Regions from separate parts of the Capsicum annuum genome. Here region 1 is linked to region 2. The links are chromatin contacts, called in public Hi-C maps. All regions are on one chromosome and are shown on one strand. The core of a region is the stretch at or near the end of the contact, and the rest is flanking DNA. Distances in the headings are between cores, read along the strand shown. Region 1 holds the start of LOC107879219 (protein DEHYDRATION-INDUCED 19 homolog 4). Region 2 holds the start of LOC107879210 (COBRA-like protein 7).

Region 1 (7,260 bases), core at 2,539-5,038, 300 kb after region 2:
AAAACTTTTGCCCAAGGGGCAAAAGTTTATTCTTTAATTGTACTGATTACATTATTAACATATATGCAACTCTTGCCTCATAGGCAAGACTTTAGAAAATTATTAAAATTGAAAATTTTTGCCCAAGAGGAAACAATTTATTCTTTAATTGCACTGATTAGATTTTGAACATATATTATAAATGAGGAAAAAAGATGAACAATATGGGTTCCTAATGAACAAGATGTGGGATCTAATGTGTAAAATACTGATCAAGATGAAAACACCAATGAACAGACTCTTAATGAATAAGATGTGGGCTTTAATGTGTAAAATACTGATCAAGATGTAGGTGTTGCTTAGCATAGTGCTGATCCAGATGGAAACACTAATAAATAGTTTCTTAATGAACAAGATGTGGACGCTGCTGAGCAAAATGCTAATCAAGATGGAAATGCTAATGAACAGTGTCCTGATGATCACGATGTAGGTGTTGCTGAGCAAAATGCTTATCCAGATGGAGACACTGATGAACAGGTTTCTAATGAACAAGATATAGGTGCTACTGAGCAAAATGCTGATCAATATGGAGATGCTAATGAACAGGTTTCTGATGAACAAAATTTAGGAGCTGCTGAGCAAAATGCTAATCAACATGAAGACATTAATGAACAGAATCATGATCAATATGTAGGCACCCGAATGAACTGAATGAAGATGTAGATCAAATGGCTGATGGAATAGATAATATGAACCAACTAACGACGAAAATACAGACATTGATAACCTATTCATGCTGATCAAAATGCAGAAAGATATACACTTTCTGGATAGACTAATTAGACTTTATACTTACACAAAATGCTAATTCCATAATTGTGTGGTATTCTGTTTTAAGATTGCAGTATTGCCATTCTCTATATGCTGCTTAGTTTGTTTTTAATTTCTCAATACAGGTCATCTGTCAAGCATTTGAGTATAATCGACCAGTTAAAAGTTACTACTGGATTACTGATCTATTTCCTTATATTTTGCATAACACTTGACAGTAAATGCTACTGAACTTTAGTATTGGGAAATATGATGCTTTGCTATATGATGAAGTTAGATTAACAGATACGTTTGAAAATTGTGGCCTAATGGTTTTTGATTTTCACTCTCATCCTGAAGATATAGGGCGGTCTCCCATATTTTTTGTAGTGCAATTAAATAATAAACTGCTCATATATAGGGCAAGAGAAAGGATATTTGAGAAATAAGGAAAAAAAATGAACGAGAATGAATATCTAAGAAAAATTCTCGAAAAAAAAGAGAAATTAAAAAAACTCTAAATAAAGGTTAAAGACAACTAAATTAAAAAAAGAAAAAGATTGAAGAAATAGATAATGATTGTAAAAAAAAGATAAAAAAAATTAAGGTTGAGACAAATAGATTAAAATATGAAAATAAAATTAAATAAAAAAATAAAAATTGAAAATAATAAAAATCAGAATAATAAATTTAAAGAAAAAAATGAAAAAGTGAAAAAAGTAGAATTATAAAAGTAAAGGAAAAATTAAAAAGTGAAAATAATAAAAAATAAAATTTAAGAGATAAATAAGTATGGAAAGTTTTAAAATATATTTGAAGTATAAAGGGGCAAAATGGTACTTTTAGTATATTAAAAAGTAAGGAAGACTATTCTTCAAAGTTTCTTATTTGGGGTCAAATATCTAAAATCACCCATATTTTTGGTCTATGACATGCAATTTCCTGATTTATGGAGTTGTTCGTAAAGAGGACAATGGAGTGGCGTATGCATGGAATATGATGGAGCAAAATTGGGATAAAATTGGTTAAGTGGTTGATGGGCCTGATGATGGCATATCACGTCCTCTTCTTGATGGAATTCAATATGATCATGTGTTTGATGTTGATATTGGAGATAGTGAACCTGTTCGCAAGTTGCCCTATAATTGCTTAAGTATTTTAGTTTTCTGTTTTGAGTTATTGAGGGGGAATTTTTCTGTAGTATCTGGAATTTTGGGTCTTCCTCTCAACTTTTTATTGGCATGGCGTATTGAGCTTGTAATACTTGGGCGCAATTTTCTCTATGTTTTCTGGAGTAATATGTTTGTCTATCTTTGTGGAAATACATTGAGTTTATTGTTATTGTTATGTTTGTCTATCTTCTCCATCTTTAATGCAGCAAATTGATCTGAGAGATGCATTTTTGCTGCTCCATCACTTGGAATAACCTTGCATGTTCGACTTGTTTCAGTTTGCCGATTATTTTAGGGATTTTGCAGATGTTTTAGCTTGTTTCTTATGGGAAATCATATGGTATTAATGAGTCTTTTAATAGCTATCGAACTTTTATGTTGGTTTGTTAGGGTGGGGTTATTGTGATACCACTAGATTTTAGTGAGGTATCATCAATGCATTTGCAATGAGGACTGTGGATAGGTTTACATAATATGTTATCCAGTTGGGTAATGATTTTGCGATTGTCATTATTACCTTCTGACCATTATACTCATGCCAGTTACTTAATGATGATCCAACTGGCAGTTGTCATTATTGTCTTCTGATCATTATTGCAAAATATCATTATTGCCTTTTGATCGTTATTGCAAAATGTCATTATTGCTTTCTGATCATTATACTTTTTTTTCTGCCATCAATCTCTATCTAATTTCTTAGAAATTAGTGGCAGTAAGGTTGGATTCTCAGGTGGTGTGTAAGAGGGATAGTTTTAAGTACTTAGGGGCCATGATTTAGGGGAATGGTGAGATTAACGAGGATATCTCTCACCAGATCGGGGCGGGATGGATGAAGTGGAAGCTCGCCTCGGGGGTGTTATGCGATAAGAAGGTGACGCCCAAGCTTAAAGGTAAATTTTATAGGGTGGCAGTTTGTCCGACCATGTTGTATGGAGCAAAGTGTTGACCTATCAAAAACTCTCACATTCAAAAACTAAAGGTGGCGGAAATGTGAATGTTGTGCTGGATGTGTGGGCTTACTAGGGGGATAGGGTTCGAAATGAGTCTATTGGAGATAAGGTTGGTGTGGCTTCTGTGGAGGATAAGATGCGGGAGGTCCGTTTGAGATGGTTCAGACATGTGATGAGGAGGGGCACGGATGCTCCAGTTCGTAGGTGTGAGAGGCTTGCTTTGGATGGTTTCAGGCGGGACAGGAGTAGGCCGAAAAAATACTGGAGAGAGGTGATTAGGCGGGACATGGAGCAGTTACAGCTTACTGAGGACATGACCCTAGATAGGAAGATCTGGAGAACGCGTATTAGGATAGAAGGCTAGTGACTTTTTCGGTAGGTAGGATAGGGCTTTACTTGGCCGGTGCAATATTCTTGTTATGCTACATTACGATTGCTTACTATTCTTTGTTTACTACTCCTTATAGGTGGCGTATTTATGTCATGTCATATTGTTCCATGCTTTGTATACGTTTTTTATGACTTATCTTATCTTGAGCCGGGGGCCTATCGGAAACAACCTTACTACTTCTCCAGAGGTAGTGGTATGGACTGCGTACATCTTACCCTCCCTAGACCTCACTATGTGTGAATACACTGAGTTTGTTGTTGTTGTTGATTCATATGAGATAGTAATTTCCCTATTTTAATATAAATGATGGAATAAAATAATCGCAAAATTAGATAATACTTTATATCAAATATAAAATAAAATTAATCTCAAACTTTATCCTAAATTATTTAATTCCGTTGGCCAAACAAACCTTAAGGTATGTGTTATTTCGTAGACAACGCGGAGGTAATAAATAAGTCGGTCCAAAAGTGAAAGGTGCATAGTGCACATTCCAATCGTGCAATAAAGTTCCAACTTTTAAGCCTTGTTATGTAATAACCAAAGAAAAAAAGCGTGTATAAGCCTTGTCATTGCCTATTGCTCATGGTTCTTCCTCCTCCCTATTTCCAGGAAACTTCACAACCCCCTTCTTTCCCTATTATTTTTTCTTTCCACCTCTTCTTGGTCTAAATCTTGGTGAAATCATCTGAATCTGGCTCTCTCCTTTATATCATACCAAAAGAAAAAAACAACAACAACAAGGTTTCACTTTTGTGCCGAAGGGGTACAAGTATTTATTGAAATTTCTAAGGATTTAATCATAAAATCATCTGTAAGTCCAAGATATTTATAATGGATTCGGATTCTTGGACTCGTTTATTTACTTCTTCAAGGCGTTACCAATCTCGATCAGGTTAGTAGTTATCTTCGTTTTATGCAGGTGAAAAATTTGCAACCAAATGTTTTTGGCTTTATTTCCTGAGGTGGATGTGTTTTTTTTTTTTGGCAAGAAAATGAAGGAATATGCACTTGCATTTGCTTTGATTTGTTGTACATGGGTTTTCCTTGCACAGAATTGAACCAACTGCGAAAATTACATTTGTTTTTCCTGAGCTGGGGTTTTGTGGGAATGGGTTTCCTTACCTGAATTTGAAGAAATTTACATTTGCTTTTGTGGTTTTTTCTTATTCTCTGTAGCAGTAATGTAAACAGAAAATGTTGTTTATTGGTCTTCCTTCACAGAAACTAACCTTGTGTAAAGATTACAACTTTATTTTAGTTTACTGGAATTGAAAAAGTGGCATAGTTTATTTTATATTTGCATTTCTGGGTTTGGTCGGTCGTATTTGGGATTTTTAGAAATTGTTCTTTGAGGGTTTTCCTTGCCCAGAGCGACTCCAGATGTGCAGGTTTTAAATTTTTGTTTTATCAACTCTCATCTCTTTCTCTGAATTGTCGTTTGGGGAATGTGTATGTTTTCCAAGGGAAGATACATACACGGAGAAGAAAATTTTATGTTTGCATTTCTGGGTATCTTTTCACACTGTATCTAGTAACATGGTTGGAAATGTTAAGGCATAGCTTTTCTTGTTTTACGGAAGTGAATTTTCGGTGTGTTGCAGATATCTATAACTTAGGAGAGGAGTATAATTGCGAAGAGGAGTCTAGGCCAGAGTTTCTTTGTCCTTTCTGTGCGGAGGATTTTGATATTGTTGGACTATGTTGTCATATCGATGAAGAGCATGCTGTTGAAGCTAAGAATGGGGTACAGTATCTCTACTACTAGTACTTCTTTCCCACTTTGTTTGCATTGAGTTGGCAAATGTAGGTTGTGCTTAAGTTTTTAAAACCAGGGTGACCGTCATAAAAACTTTCTAATTTGTTGTGCCATCAGGAATTGGTTTCTTTTGTTTCCTCTCTTACTACTCTTCCTGTAAACCAATGGGTTTGTGAGAATAAACATTGGCAATCTAAATGGTGTTCATTTTATGAAATGATCCTGTACCTTTAAGGATTTACCTGTGTTTATGTCTGTAGAGGCTTCGACTTAAAAGTTCAAAGCAGTGATCACACTGGTTGTGTGAAGCTTTGACCTTAATATTTCAAAGTAGTGATGTGAAATAGTTTTCTGTTCCCCTTATCTAGGTGTTAAAAAAATAGTTTGTTGGTTTACCTCTCCTGAAAATTATGGAGATACATAATATCATCACTAAAATATCAGAAGCATTATGTGCAAGTAACACTGGTGCTACATTGCACAGTGGTTTCTGCTGATTACCGGTCACTTGTTTAACTTTAAAGATAAACTTCTATAACATCTGGATCAACCATGAAGCTGATTGATGAGAATCTTTCTTTTCAAACTTGTGGACGTACCACTTAAATTGATCAAGCTGCTAGTTACTGGAAAATGCTCCCAGCAACCAAAAAAAAAAAAGAGAGTCTGTCGCGGTCTTTATTTGAAATATGAGCTGCTTATTTCTTTTTATTCTTCTAGTAATGTGATGGTTCACACAATACAAGTAGAACGAGAAAAGGGTCTGTTCAATTGTTAGACATCGCTACCTTCTCTGGAAGAAAAAAAGAAGGGAAATAAATGATAATTCTTTGACCCCTTTCTAAGAATTCTAAGTGTATTTTGTGCACCAGTGGTTCAGGGCTCAAAAAGTTATTTGTTTGGATAGCGACTTATGATTAAGCCTTTCATGATACAACAACAACAAAAAACCCAGTGTATTCTCACATAGTGGGGTCTGGGGAGGGTAAGATGTACGCAGTCCGTACCACTACCTTTGAAGAAGTAGAAAGGCTGTTTCCGATAGATCCCTAGCTCAAGACAAGGAATAATAATCAAATCCATAATAAAGCATGGAACAAGATGACATAACATAAATACGACACCCACAAGTAATAGTAACCGAAGAAAAGTAAACAAATCATAATATAGCATGAAACAAGGTGTCTTAGCAAGAATAATACACCCACCAAGTAATACCCTATACTAGCGACCCGAACTGACACTAGTCTTCTATCCTAATTCGTGTCCTCCAGATCTTCCTATCTAGGATCATGTCCTCAGTAAGTTGTAACTGCTCCATGTCTCGCCTAATTACCTTTTTCCAATACTTCTTCGGCCTACCCTTACCCCGCCTAAAACCATCCAAAGCTAGCCTCTCATACCTACGAACCGGGGCATCCGTCCCCTCCTCATCACGTGTCCGAACCACCTCAGTCGGACTTCCCGCATCTTGTCCTCCACCGAAGTCACTCCAACCTTCTCCCGGATAGTCTCATTCCGAACTCTATCGCCCCTAGTTAGCCCACACATCCAACGCAACATCCGCATTTCCGCCACCTTCATTTTTTGAATGTGGAAGTTCTGGCCAACACTTCGCTCCATACAACATGGCCAGACGGACTGCCACCCTGTAGAATTTGCTTAAGAATTTGTCTTTAAGCTTGGGCGGCACCTTCTTGTCACACAACACCCTCGATGCAAGCTTCCACTTCATCCATCCCGCCCCAATACAGTGTGAGACATCCTCGTCAATCTCACCGTTCCCCTGAATCATGAACCCGAGAAGCCTTTCATGATAATATGCTGAATTAGCGGGTCTTGTAGAATTTGAAGGGATGCTACCTAAATGTTTAGTAGCTTTTGAAGCTCCGCTAAATATATAACCAATTCTTCATAAGTTCTTGCTAAGTGGCAAAGTAACTATTCTTTTTCCCAAATCTCTTTTTTGGGGGAAAATTTAAGCCAAAAGTTGAGTGTGATTTAAGCGACTTTTTTTTTAAAATGTCACCCAATTCGGACAATAGCTCAGTTTTTCAGGGGTTGTTTCTGAAAATATTTTAGTTACACAGAATAGTTTCAGAATTTATTTTTTTTTCAAAAAACAAAATCTATTTCATATATTTTCTAACTATCGTTTAGTTACATTGTTGTTACTTTCTGTATTGACCAAAATGTGAC
Region 2 (6,608 bases), core at 757-3,256:
AGCAATATCTGGGACAATTCGGATGCAATCTAATTGTGGTTTCCAAGTGAGACGTAGCTCTGTGAATCTACTTTCCAATGCAAAAAATAGAACCAGATTCTGATACACTCACGTCAAGATATGAAATTTATCGTGACATGCGCAAAGCTGATGAAAATAGTGAACCGAGATTAAAAGATCGGTTTTGGGACAGTATCTGGGATGATTTGGGTGCAATCTGATTGCAATTCTCGCGTAAGACGTAGCTCTACAAGTCTCATTTCTAAAGAAAAAAAAAACGGCTCCTGATTTTGATACTCCTACATCAAAATACAAAATTTATCGTGACGCTGCGCAAAACTGACAAGATAGGACATTGAATTCCATTTTTATGAATCAAACAACTCATATTTTTGTTCTCCCATTGGAGAATAAATATTTTTGTAGACATGTGCCTAGTACTTGCTCACCAAAGTCAGAAAAGGCTACTCCCTGTGTCAATATTATCAAGCTGGATGGCACCACGTATGTGCTCCTTGAAAAGAATGGGATGCTCTCACTCGAAGCCTCTTTATCGCCGAGCCCCACGGATGAGATGCACCACATGCTTGCTTTGCAACGATGGACTACAGACACTCAGAACTTCATCATCACAAGGTCACAAGAATGACGCCAAGTACATGCTCACTGAAGCTAAAATGGAAAACTTTCAGCGTCGTCAAGGCTAAAATCAGATAATTCCAAGTCACTTTCTTATCAAACAGTAAAGAAGTAGTGCACTAAATGGTTCAACATCAATCATGTCGACTATTTTGGTCTGACATCAAGATCATTTGCATAAACCTGCACAAAAAAAAAATAAAGATGTAACACATCTACAGTGTTGACCGGATGAAGCTTCTCGGTTCTATGCAGATTGATGTCAACTACGTGAAACTTCAATCTGGCGATAAGTGTCGGTACCAAACGCACGATGCTTCAATTTGGCATATCAACATTGGGAAAAACAAATACCTTTGAAATCATGAGAATGAAAACACATTCATGAGTACTTCAAGTCTTACCGGCAAGTTTCGACAAGCCTACACTCGACCAACCTTGAAGTAGGGGCATCTGTAGACACATAAAATTTATTGGATCAAATTCATATAAAATTTGAATTTGAGTCATATGTTATTGGGTTTAAACTTATTTTGGGCTAAAAAAAAATAATAAGCCTATTTTATTCTTCATCAAGGTCTATCTCACTTTGAAGCCCAAACTCATCAAGTGGCGTGACATTTCAATCAAATCCAAAACCAATGAGACGCCGCCATATGTATAAATGATATAGAAATCTCATTCAAATTCAACAACCAGTCAAAAGGTGCCAAGTGTCAAAGTGACATGTTTCGGCCAATCACAAGCAACTAAGGCCTACCCCCACAACTATAAATAGGGGGTAACATAACATTCTAAAAAAAAAAGAAAAAAAAAAGAAAGACATTCTGCAAGCATTGGAGGAAGCTTCTGCATTGACTACACAGCTGTTCAATGAATTGACTAACGGAGTTCTGCATTGACTACACAACTCTTCAACGAATTAACTAACGGAGTTCTGCCCGAAGATCAACTCGACAAAACGAAGTGCTGTCAGATAATTTTCGGAGATCCAAACACATTTCTAGGAGGCTCGAATCATTCTATATTCAAGAATCACGCTGCAAAGGCCCTCGAATCACGGAAAAACTTAGGAGAGAAGAATCAAGAATCGAGAGAATAACAAAATTGTACCCGCAAAATTCATTTATATAAAATTATTTTTTTTGTTTATTTTATTTTTATTTGCAGTTAATTTTCAGCGTTAACCAAAATTTGTTGCGAACAATATATATAATGGAAGACGTTATTTTTATCAACTCATCTCTTAATTTAAATTAATTTTTTAAAATAAATAAACTTGGTCAAAACTTGAAGAATTAGAGAAACGCAAATGAAGATTTGTTACAGTATAATATAGTCAAATGGCATCAAAGTGAAATTACATAAACCTGAGATGTAATAAAAATAAAAACCTTTTTTTTTTTTCAAAATTTCAAACCCTTTTTTTAGAAAAAGGGAACCTAATACAGCTTTAGCTAAGCTGTTTACACTCTTTCGTCTTCCTTTCTTGTTTCCCTATCCGCGTTTTCATTCTCCTTCGCACACAAACACGCACGACAATTACATTCAGACATATATATTAATAATCTTCGAAAATCCACAAGTATTCAAAGAACATGTCTCCCACCACATTTTTCTCTCTCTTTCTCCTCATCACCGCCGCCGCCGCCGTTCAAGTCGCCGGGCAAACATCTCCGGCGGCTGAGGCTCCGGCACCGGCATCCGATGACTGCAACGGTATATTCTTGCAGTATGTGTTCACTTCCGGATCCAAAATCAAACCGACTTTGAAATTGGACCCATCTCGTCAACCCTACAAGTTTCAGTCGATTCTCAGTATAATTAACAACGGACTTGAGGAACTGAAGTTATGGAGGGTGTTTGTTGGGTTTCAACATGACGAACTTTTGGTTTCTGCTTCTAATGCTGTTCTTGATGATGGAGCTTCTTTTCCTGCTTTAGTTGGTAATGGTACTGGCTTTGCTGGATTTCCGGCATCCGATCTTAAAACTGCTGTTGAAACTGCTGGAGATACTACACAGACGAGTGTTCAAATCAAAATTGTGGGTACCCAGTTTGGAGTTGGCTCTCCTAATGTCCCTATGCCCTCGAATATCTCTTTGGTTAATGATGGCTTTATTTGCCCCAAACCCTCTATGCAAGGTACGGATCTTGGATTTATTCCTTGGGGCACCTCTTAATATTAGCAAATACAATAACAATAAAATAAAGATTTCTGCTTTAATACTAAATTAGCAGGATTGGTAATGTGAATTCTCAGTTAATTTCATGAAGATATATTCGGATTGATTTGTAACTAAGTAAGTTGTATGCCACTTTGTTTCTCTGCTTTAGTGATCAAAGTTAGGCCAAAGTGTTTGGATATTTATGGAGTATTTCTTTTGTGCTACTTGTGTAGTGGAATGGCTTTAGTTTAGATCCATAAGCTGGTCGTTGTTGTTTCTTCGAATGGTGCTGGAGGTTAAATTAACATGCAAATTGGTTTATTGAGTGAGAGAAAGATGATAGCTTCCTTAAAATTTCTGAAATTTTTAGCCAAACAGGTAATCTATCTAACCTCATGGTTTTTTTGTCTCTCACAAAATCGTGGGGGTCCTGTACTATTTACTTTTAAATTACATTTATTGGAGAATGATAAGTACAGTTATTTGACAAATAACATTCTGAAGGATTGGAGTAACTTGTTAAGTTGTTGTTATGTGACCAAGAGGTCACGGGTTCAAGCCTTGGAAACAGACTCTTGCAGAAATGCAATATTAAGTTGTTGTCATGTGACCAAGAGGTCACGGGTTCAAGCCTTGGAAACAGACTCTTGCAGAAATGCAAGGTAAGGCTGCTTACAATACACCCTTGTGGTGGGGCCCCTTCTTCGAATCCTGTACCCTGCCCATAGCGGGAGCTTTAGTGCACCGGTCTGCCCTTTTTTTAAAACATTCTGAAGGATTTGGTTATGTCTACTTGGATGGAGCATTATGTCTGAATTTTGACAACTCTAAGGAAGTTTAAACTTTGTAAAGACTAGCTGTAACTTGATGCTGTCTTACCTAGAATTCCTCATGGATCTTTTGCAAAGTTTCTTGAATTGTTACCTGGAAAATTTGTTTCTCGTTAGCCATTGACATTTCAAGCTTCTCCCTGAATTCTGTATAAACCTAAGTGGTTTAGAACATGTATTATTTGGAAATTCTACCAGCCTAAGTAATTTCTTCTTCTTTTGCCTTTTTTTTTAGACTATACTTGTCACTTATCTGAATTGTCTATGCTTAACTGTTCAGGAAAGAGTGTTATGCAAGTTTGCTGCACTAAAGACCCAAAATTCAAGACAAATCCGACATTGGGTGAGAAATTTAGTCCACGCCAAGATGGGGATCTTACAATTATGTATGATATCCTAAGAACATATGATTCAAATTACTGGGCACAGGTTACAATTGCAAACCATAACCCCCTTGGCCGCCTTGATAACTGGAAACTAAGTTGGGACTGGATGAAGGATGAGTTTATTTGGGAAATGAAAGGCGCTTATCCCTCTGTTGTTGATACTTCTGAGTGCGTTTTTGGGCCACAGGGCAAATTTTATCAAAACCTTGACTTCTCCAATGGATTGAACTGTGAAAGAAGGCCAACGCTAATTGATCTGCCTCTGGAAAAGGCCAATGACACAAAGTTGGGAATGATACCTTCTTGTTGCCGGAATGGGACAATCTTGCCACCTGCTATGGACCCAAGCAAGTCTGTTTCAGCATTCCAGATGAACGTCTTTAAAATGCCTCCAGATCTCAATCGCTCCTCGTTCACTCCTCCACAGAATTGGAAGATTGAAGGTAGACTGAATCCGGATTATAAATGTGGACCTCCAGTCCGTGTAAGCCCCACCCAAGTTCCTGATCCTAGTGGATTGTTACCAGATACGGCAGTATTTGCTAGCTGGCAAGTTGTATGCAATATTACCCAACCAAAAGGGGCTAGCCCTAGATGTTGTGTATCTTTCTCTGCTTTCTACAATGAATCTATCATTCCTTGTCCAACATGCGCCTGTGGTTGCCCTTCTAATACCGCTCGTACATGTAGTTCGAAAGCTCCCGCTCTTCTCCTCCCATCCCAGGCTCTTCTGGTTCCATTTGACAATAGAACCAAGATGTCCCTTGCGTGGGCTGATATTAATCATCTTCCAGTATCAAACCCTTTGCCGTGTGGAGATAACTGTGGTGTGAGCATCAACTGGCATTTGTTCACAGATTATAGGGGCGGATGGTCTGCCAGGATCACCATCTTCAACTGGGAGGATTCTTCTTTTGCTGATTGGTTCACTGCTGTGGAATTGAACAAAGCAGCCCCTGGTTTTGATGCAGTGTATTCGTTCAACGGAACTATGTTAGATGGGGTTAATAATACTATATTCATGCAGGGTCTTCCTGGCTTGAACTATCTAGTAGCAGAAACTGATGGAGCTAATCCAGAGAAGGATCCCCGAGTACCTGGGAAACAACAATCGGTAATCTCATTCACAAAGAAGAATATCCCTGGTATCAACATTCCTGCTGGTGATGGGTTCCCAACTAAATTATATTTCAATGGAGAAGAGTGTTCTTTGCCAAAGGTACTCCCAACAAGCAGTTCATCCAGAATATCTTCATTCACTGTCTTCACTACTTCCATACCAGCAGTTGTGGTTTTTATGTTGGTGCGGCTATAGCAGTGATGAGATGCGGCGCTTTCTCTTCATTTCATACCCTGCCAATTGATTCATTCTTTAGATTCTGCAACCAGGTTTTAATGCTGGTGACCAATCTGTCAATCAGTTTGTCAGATTATGTCAATGTGTACACAGGGACAAGGTCTTTTTGGCAAATTTTGATTTGTAACTATTGCTTACTCTGGAATTCTTTTTCCAGACAATATTTGACTTTATACATTAATACCTGTATAATTAGCAGACCATACTACCTCAGGTTTGTTCATCATCATCCTCTTCTCTCTCTCTCTCTCTCTCTCTCTCTCTCTCTCTCACACACACACACACACACACGCCCGCGCGTGCGCGCCAACCGAGTCTATGCAACTCAGGCGAAACATGGCTTGTTTTACCTGATTATACCAGTAACATTGTTTGACAAAAAAATTAAGTGGAACATTTCACTTGTTTCAGTTACTAAAAGGAATTGCATTTACTCTTTTACTGTTGTGATGGTACCAGAACTCGAGATTCAGTTTGTAGACCTTATCAATGTGACAGAAAATGCAAAGACGAGAGGTATCTGAGATCATGACGTTGAAGACTCAACTGCAGTCTTCAGGGGTATAATTGCCTCGTCCGTGGTAAGTTGTAACTATATTATATTTGACTTAATAAAAGCACACCATACCCTTGCATTGAAAAAACTGAGCTTGATATCTCAAGTCATACATTGTTTACCAAATAGGGTAGATATCTTCAGGATTTTGCTCTCTACTGGTTTTTATATGGTCTCCATTGTAAGTAGGCCACAACAATAAGTGAAGGGAAAAAATGAAGATGGTCATACTTGTATAAAACCCAACTTCGATAAACCTATACAGAATAAGCCAATACACAACATACATCTCAGAGTTTGAGCTGCACACCTAAAAATAAACCATGAATGGAGCAAAACAACGAACAACTATATCAATCCGACAGATTTATCCTAATAAGAAATTCAAATGAAATATCTACGTTAAAAAATCAATCTTGAACGTGAAAGGGAAAAGATTGCATTATTGATGTTAGAACTTGACCCTCCTGTTTCTTTCAAAATCCCTGTACCTAACGTCTGCACCCAAGAAAATGTGATTCTCCTCAAATCACCTACGAATACCAGCCAAAACTTTGCATGTTTGCCTTTGGCACATCATGCAGTAGTATCATCTGACAGCTAAGCCTTTCCCTTCTGCAATCTATCATCCCATCCGACAGCTAATCTTTTAGACCAGAATCCAAGTTTTAT

The links. A called contact is a pair of places that touch in the nucleus more often than the background predicts.
Region 1: a contact with region 2 is called in a Hi-C map of leaf, with 5 times the contacts expected there. The contact joins the promoter of LOC107879219 here to the promoter of LOC107879210 in region 2. A contact is called at or near these places in 2 of 5 Hi-C or Micro-C datasets (bud and leaf).

Annotation. Positions count from the first base shown.
Region 1 is chr1:127,858,802-127,866,061 of UCD10Xv1.1, forward strand. It overlaps LOC107879219 (protein DEHYDRATION-INDUCED 19 homolog 4), which reads left to right and starts at 3,789. Exons shown (of 5, transcript XM_016726305.2): 1 at 3,789-4,197; 2 at 4,907-5,049. The coding sequence starts at 4,137.
Region 2 is chr1:127,565,130-127,571,737 of UCD10Xv1.1, forward strand. LOC107879210 (COBRA-like protein 7) reads left to right here and starts at 2,007. Exons shown (of 2, transcript XM_016726295.2): 1 at 2,007-2,784; 2 at 3,918-5,609. The coding sequence starts at 2,238. The coding sequence ends at 5,338. It overlaps LOC107879200 (two-component response regulator ARR1), which reads right to left. Exons shown (of 6, transcript XM_016726290.2): 6 at 6,140-6,608.